Regions from separate parts of the Sus scrofa genome. Here region 2 is linked to region 1. Evidence: chromatin contacts called from public HiChIP or PLAC-seq data. All regions are on one chromosome and are shown on one strand. Each heading gives the region's core, a stretch centred on a gene start, on an enhancer-like site or on the middle of the called end of the contact. The rest is flanking DNA. Distances are from core to core; before and after follow the strand shown. Region 1 holds the start of CPPED1 (calcineurin like phosphoesterase domain containing 1). Region 2 overlaps CPPED1 (calcineurin like phosphoesterase domain containing 1).

Region 1 (3,601 bases), core at 812-3,311:
GCTTCCTGTAAAGTGCTTAGATCAATGCGTGATGCTTACTGAGCAATGATGACAACAACATGTTACAAGCAAGGGAAAACAAGGATTTTTTTTTCAGCTTTACCTGTGGCATGTGGAATTTCCCAAGCTAGGGATCCAACCTACCCTGCAGCAATAACCAGAGCCAGCCGTAACATCAGATCCTTAACCCACTGAGCCACCAGGGAACTCCCAGGCAAGGATTTAAATTTTTTTTCTTTTTTTCTTTTTTTTTTTTTTTTTCTTTTTAGGGCTGACCCTGTGGCATGTGGAAGTTCCCTGGCAAGGGGTTTCTTTTTTTCTTTTTTTTTTTTTTTTTTGTCTTTTTGCCATTTCTTGGGCCCCTCCAGTGGCATATGGAGGTTCCCAGGCTAGGGGTCCAATCAGAGCTGTAGCTGCCAGCCTACACCAGAGCCACAGCAACGCAGGCTCCGAGCCACGTCTGCAACCTACACCACAGCTCACGGCAACACCGGATTATTAACCCACTGAGCAAGGGCAGGGACCGAACCCGCAACCTCATGGTTCCTAGTCGGATTCGTTAACCACTGCCCTGGCAAGGGGTTTCAAATCAGAGCTGCACCTGCTGGCCTATGCCTCAGCCATAGCAACACGGGATCCAAGCCTCGTCTGTGACCTACATTACAGCTCATGGTAATGCCAGATCCTTTAACCACTGAGCAAGGCTACATCCCCATGGATACTAATCAGGCTTGTTAATGCTGAGCCACAAAGGGAAGTTCCAATACATTTTTTAAAAATTTTGTCTTTTTTTGGTCTTTTTTAGGGCTGTACCCACAGCATATGGAGGTTCCCAGGCTAGGGTCTAATCTGAGCTGTTGCCGCCAGCCTATGCCAGAGCCACAGCAACACCAGATCCAAGTTGCATCTGCGACCTTACACCACAGCTCGTAGCAATGCTGGATCCTTAACCCACTGATCGAGGCCAGGGATCAAACTGGCAACCTCATGGTTTCTAGTCAGATTTGTTTCTGCTGTGCCACGACGGGAACTCCCAAAACATTTTTTTTTTAACTGACATATTTACAATGTTGTGATAATTTCTGACTTGTGGTTACCACCCTCCACCTGGGTGGGGGTTTTGATATGCATCGGATTGTTATCTACATCCCTTCTGGAGGAACCCAAGGCTCTGTTGTCCTAATCATTAACTTCTTGAGCTTGCTCTTTGGAATTCAGGGAAGGCCTAGGAGGCTAGAGCCTTTTTTCTTTCTTTTCTTTTTTTCTTCTTCTTTTTTTTTTTTTTTTTTTTAACAAACAAGAAATGGGAGTCATGGCAGGGTTTTTGCACCCAGGAAGGCCCTACAAAGGCTTGCTTGGTTTTAATCCCTTTTGATACCCCTCAGTCTTGAGGGGAACAGGGGCAGGACAAGAAAGAGAATAACGTTTTGCATAAATTTATTGTAAACTCCATAACGGAACTAAGTTTTAGGGGGGTTTGGTTTCTAATGCAGTGATGATGCTGACGACTGGGAAGGTGAAGATGCCTGGAATTCAGTGTCAGCGATCACAACTGGTGGCTTGGGGAACCTTCTGGGGTCTTTCAGGGTCTTTATGACTCTAAGGCAGGATTCCCAGGTAACATAAGGTCCCCAGTTAAATTATTTCAGATAAACAACAAAAATTTTAGCACAAGCAGCTCCCAAATTGCATAGGACATACTTACCATTCGTGGCTTAACTGAAACCTCAGTTTACGGGCATCTGTATTCTTATTTGTTAAACCTGGAAACCCTACCTTTAGGAAGGACTGCCCCCTAAGCCTGAGTCCAAAGGCCCTCACTCTGCAACAAGCCCCAAGCAAGAAGTCTCTACTTGCCAGGAGCCCCAGTCTATCCCAGAGGGGCCGCTCACGCTTCCGCCCCGCCCAGGCAGCACTAGTGGCGCCCCGAGTGACCGAGCCCTGCGCGCCCGCCGGCCCTGCCCCGCCCCCGAGCAGAGGGCGCAGCCCCCAGCCGGGCAGGCCCCACCCGGCGGTTGAAGTGTGAGGCGTTACGTTGCTCCCTCCCACGCAGTGCACTCAGTCAAGGCCAGAAACTCGCTCGCCATGTCCGCTGAGGAGGCGGGGGATGTTTTCCATAGAGCCCGTGGCAGAACTCTGGACGCGTTTTCCTCAGGTACTGCCCGCCCTTCGCCCTGGGAGGGAATGGTTTCGGGGCTGCGGAACCTTCAGCCGGGGAACGTTCGGTGGGGATACGCACCTCCAGCCGGACCCCAGCGGAGAGTGCACCCTGGGGCCGGGGACCGCAATAGCGGCCGCACCGTGGGCAAGTTGGGCTTTCAGGAGCGCTGTTGGAGGAGTGCCTGGGCGAGGGGTAGGGGTCTAGGAGCCTCGCTGGCCTTGACCGAAGTTCCCTGAGAGAAAATAGAATGAAGCTGCAGAGCATAGTTAATAGCGTGAGCTTTGCAGTTAGACTTGGTTTCCAAGCCCTGCCTTGGACACATTTGTTCAGCGCGTCTTGGCCTCAGTTTCTTCATCTGTAAAACGGGTGTAATAACTGCGAGGTTATGTGTGACACTGGATAAGCGCTGGGTGGACGGTTAGATGCGGTTATTTTTATTATGGTCTTTGGCCATGATGTAGTTTGTGTTCCATGATCGTGGTTCCTCACTGTAATATGAGTTATCCACCAGAATGTGAGCAATGCCCGTCAGAATGGAAGCGAGGGGAGGCAGTCAAAAGTCGTGTTGGAGTTAAGTGCTTGCACTTTGGATTTAGATAACCCACCTCACTGTAAAAGTGGGTTTGTTAATACTTAACTCATAGGGGAGAGTTAGCAGGTGGAAAGGGTTTCTGTGACCCAGTGCTAGGTGCTAAGTGAATGTTAATGTTAGCCCTAGAGCTGTAAGTCAAGAGCGAGGCTTGTTCCTGGTTCCTTGGTCCTCCCAGCATGGAGTCAGAGTCTCCAGTTTTTGTGACCCCAAGGAAGTCACCCCAGCTGCCCTGTGTGATCTAGCTTGTACTCACCTTTTTTGCTGTATGCTCTCTGCTCTTCCCCTTGCCCAGTTCTCCTGCCTCACTGGTTTTCTTGAACTCCATTTGAAGGGGCCAAAGTCTTTATATCCTTAAGGGCCAGCTAGTCTCTGCTGGACTAGCTAATAGCTGGACTGCTGGGCCTGGCTCTTTCTCATCCTTAACACCTTATTTAAAGTTCAGTCACTTTCTCAGATTTTCCCTGGCTGTCTTTACTAAAGTAGGTGTCTCTTATAATTCTGTGTCCTAAAGCCTTTTTCTTTTCTTTCTTTCCAGCTGTTGGTGTGTGTTGGGGGGTGGGGGGCAGCAAGGTTTTGGAAGAGCACGTCGGGCTAGAAATCTAGCTGAGGTAGTTTTAGAAAGTACAGTCTGTGTGCGCATTCCCCAAATATTTTAATAGGCCCTTTTCACCCTATTGTCGAACCCAAGTTTGTGTGCCCAACGTACACTGAGGCCAAACAAATGGAAATATCAGAGTGTGGAGCAGAGAAAGTTTCATTTCATGCCCCAGGCTTGGAGAATGTTAACTCATTCTTGAAAGACCCCAGCTCCCAGTGGTTTTCAGGGAAGGGTTTTAAGGGCAGCATTT
Region 2 (3,601 bases), core at 661-3,160, 35 kb after region 1:
TCACCTTCTCCGGGCTTAGTACTGAGTTCCTCAAGGGCAGCGAGTATGTGTGTCTGTAGTAGGATTGAATGCAGGTCAAATAAATCACTGTATGTTTCCCATGGCCCTTAGCAAGTAGCTGGCGCAGGGTAGGCACCCAGTACAAATTTCTGGATTAGGTGAGCAACCAAGTCAGTTATTTAACACATCTCTCTGGGTGCTTACTTTGTGCCAGGCGTGGTTTCAGATGCTTGTGCCACGTCAGTGATTAAAACAGACAGAAATCCGTGCTTGACCTAGAAAGGACAACTGTGGACCCATGGAAACATGAAATTATTTGTTTTTTGTCATTCGCTTCTTTTGTAGGATTCAAACTTGGTAGCTATGGATCCATTTTACTATTAGATTTTTCAAAAATTATACAGGTAATAGGTGAACACCTTCTCTTTGTACATCTTTAAAATCTGTATCTGGAATAAACTGTGTCACCTCTACCCAGGTCCTTCCCTGCGGGTCACCATAGTTAGAAGGGCGTGTGTTTATAAGCAGCCTGGTCTTATAGAAATGTCATCATTCTGTGTACATCGTTCTGTGCCTTGCTTTTCCCCCCTCGAATCTATCTGGAGAATCCTTTTGTGCTGCAGCATAGAGGCTGATGTCAGGCTTTTGGTAACTGCATTGCTTTCTGTGGGTTGAAGTCTCCTAATTGCTCTGTCCTCTCTCCTGGCCATCACTGGGAACGATGACCCGAACAGTGCTGCCACCAGAGCTGCTCCTTGTGTACGAGGTCAGCTTTTCTCTGGGCTTGAAGTCAGGCGGGTTGACCATTGGGGACCTGCTCTAGTGCTGGCCCAGAGTGAATACTAGGCGCTTCACTCTGTAGTTTCCAGGAGGACCTCTCTTGGGGACTGGCCACACTGGTATCACCTCTTCCGTGCAACAGCATCTCAGCCCCTGTGGTACACAGACAGGCACCTGCACTGCCCACCACGCCCTAGGGACTTGGAAGATTCGTTGAATGGAAACCCTTTGGTCCCTATTACAGCAGAATTTGTTCCTATTGTTTTTAAAAGAAGCTCAGTAAACTCATGTTCAATTCCTTGGTATAGTCTTGAGTTGTTATTTTTCAGTGCCTGTTCCAGGCTCCAAGAAATGTGACAATTTAAAGACACTTTACCACACAGCTTCACCTACAGAAACATGGAGGTGGGGGGGTTCCATGGATGCAACAAAGTGATCGCTCCTCGGGTGAAATGTCACCAGGCCCTGGAGTGGACCGGCCTGCGGACCTTGGCTGTTCTTGTAGGTTGTGTGCAGGCTGGATGCTGAGAAGTGGTGGCCGAGAGCAATCAGCCAGCCCAGGGCTCCCCAGCTCCTTCACAGCATTATAAGCACTGCCGAGGCATCCAGACAATCAGCAGCAGCACCTCCCTTTTGCCGGGGCTGATGGAAAGTGGTTTGAACTAATCTACCTAAAGTTGCTAATGAGCACACTCAGAGCATTGCTTGCAAAGTTGTTTCTGATGATGCGTGCCATCTGAAGCAGCGTTGCTGGGGGCAGAGGTCATCCTCCCCCCCCCCACCAGCATCCACCAGCATCCACCACCATGGCCTCATGGCCGAGGGACTGTGCTCAGTGCTGTCCATGGTCAGGACATCTCAGCTGGTCCTGTGCCCCGACCCCTTTGGCAGCTTGGTGAAGCCTTCAGACCACCTCTCAGCAGAATGTTTTCAAATGCATTAAATAAACTGCTTAGGATTTCACAGAAAACCATTTATATTGAAGTGGAGTTATCAAAATATTTTAAAATATGATAGAGTAAAATACATACCTCTCTTGTGAATCTGTTATATAACACAGTCTACAGCAAGGCTCATAACTACCACAGTTTCAAAGCAGAGCTCAGCTTGAGCAATACTGTTGCAGGTTTTGGCAACAGTGCTAACTGGGTATGAAAAAGCCCCGTGGTTTCTTGGTGGTGACAAAGTCACAGGAGCATGAATAACTTTGTGGTTTTCTGCCTAACGTCATAGTAGAAGGAAATGCTAAGTATCAGAAGTCAGCAAAAATATAGTTTTTTCCCATCTAGGTTCACAGATCCCCAGGGACTCCAGTTTAAGAGCCCTGCTCTGTGTGCGCACATGTGAACATATTCTTGTTTGACTGGTTGGAACTGTCTCTTTATTTAGTCAGTGTGTGGACAATATAATTGACCAAAGTACACACTCAATGGCAGCAACTCTTCCTTTAATTAAAGGCTAAAAAGGCTTCTTACTTGTAGCTGGGGAAGGGTGGACATTTGATTATTCCCTGAAAAAGAAATGAGCTCAATAACAAACAGGAGCTAGTTAACAATCACCTTTTAATTAAGGGAAGAAAAAAAATTTTCTTTCCCAAACTGTTTCTCCCTGCTGTCCAGTGTTTGGCTCAAAAACTGACAGTTGAGAGCGCCTTGTCTCATTTGTTTGTTCCAGGGAAGCATTTGAGACGGCTTAAGATGGACAGAAACGGACAATGGGAAAATAGAAGAAATAACCAATCAGGACCAAAGGAAATATAAGTCCATATGGGAAGTTAGGACCAGAGGGCGAGCAATAGAAACAAAGAGGCAGGTCTCGAGGGCTGTTGTGGTTGGTAAGGTGGAGGGTTGGCCAGAGAGAAAGGAGAGTGTTGTCCAGGAAATAAAGTCACAGCCATCTAAGGGGAACAGCGCTTCTTAGAAAATCTTAGATTGAGGAGTTCCCATCGTGGCTCAGCGGAAATGAATCTAACACCCATGAGGAAGCAGGTTCTATCTCTGGCCTCGCTCAGTGGGTTAAGGATCTGGTGTTGACTCCAGCTGTGGTGTAGGTCACAGATGTGGCCCGAATCTAGCGTTGCTGTGGCTGTGGTATAGGCCAGCAGCTGTAGCTCCAATTAGACCCCTAGCCTGGGAACCTCCATATGTCGCAGGTGCGGCCCTAAAAAGACAAAAAAAGAAGGAAGGAAGGAAAAAAGAAAAACCTTAGATTGAAAAGAAACTTTTGAGGTTCCCTTCTACAGCACTGAGTCGAATGATGTCCAACAGGACACCTGGAGGTAGGATGCTTAACCTGGGTATAGGGTCCAAGAATAGGCTTCATCTGGCCCATGATCCCCATCTGCCTGGGCCGAATCCAGTGATTTGCACAGATGCTTCAGGGAGTGGGGTGGGGAGAAGATCTGCACAGCCCCTTCCTCGCGGGTTCTGTGGCTCAGTAGGAGGATAAGGAACCAGGGGACAAAAGGCATTTATGATCTAAGTACTCTTGTTGTCAATTCCCATCTATGGACACTTTATCTTCATTTTTTTTTTTTTTTTTAATTTTAAGGGCCGTACCCATGGCATATGGAAGTTCCCAGACTAGGGGTTGATTTGGAGCTGCAGCTGGCAATGCTGGATCCTTAACCCGCTGAACAAGGCCAAGGATCAAACCCACAACCTCATAGATACTAGTCAGGTTCTTGACCAGCTGAGCCACAGCAAGAACTCCCTCCTCATTTTTTTAATGTACTAGTTCAACTTCAGACTCTTCTTCCAGAGGCAGAAGTGCATTCATTTCCTGTCAATGCATTTAAACATATTAGGCACTCTCTCAGTGT

Evidence for each region. HiChIP or PLAC-seq counts read pairs in DNA pulled down with a chosen protein or histone mark.
Region 2: an H3K27ac HiChIP or PLAC-seq map of alveolar macrophages shows a contact between it and region 1. The contact joins the enhancer-like site here to the promoter of CPPED1 in region 1. A contact is called at or near these places in 1 of 5 promoter capture datasets (liver), 5 of 47 Hi-C or Micro-C datasets (embryonic fibroblasts, epiblast stem cells, liver and 1 more) and 1 of 2 datasets of contacts at active chromatin or transcription factors (alveolar macrophages).

What each region holds. Positions count from the first base shown.
Region 1 is chr3:30,360,664-30,364,264 of Sscrofa11.1, forward strand. It overlaps CPPED1 (calcineurin like phosphoesterase domain containing 1), which reads left to right and starts at 2,062. Exons shown (of 4, transcript NM_001243581.1): 1 at 2,062-2,155. The coding sequence starts at 2,086.
Region 2 is chr3:30,395,516-30,399,116 of Sscrofa11.1, forward strand. All of the region lies in intron 2 of CPPED1 (calcineurin like phosphoesterase domain containing 1), which reads left to right. Among named protein-coding and RNA genes, the nearest start is that of CPPED1, 35 kb to the left of the region's middle. Within about 2 kb of position 1,911, at least 21 of the 83 cell types and tissues checked have an H3K27ac peak or open chromatin away from gene starts, as enhancers often do. A contact at or near this core is called in alveolar macrophages and liver, where this site is marked.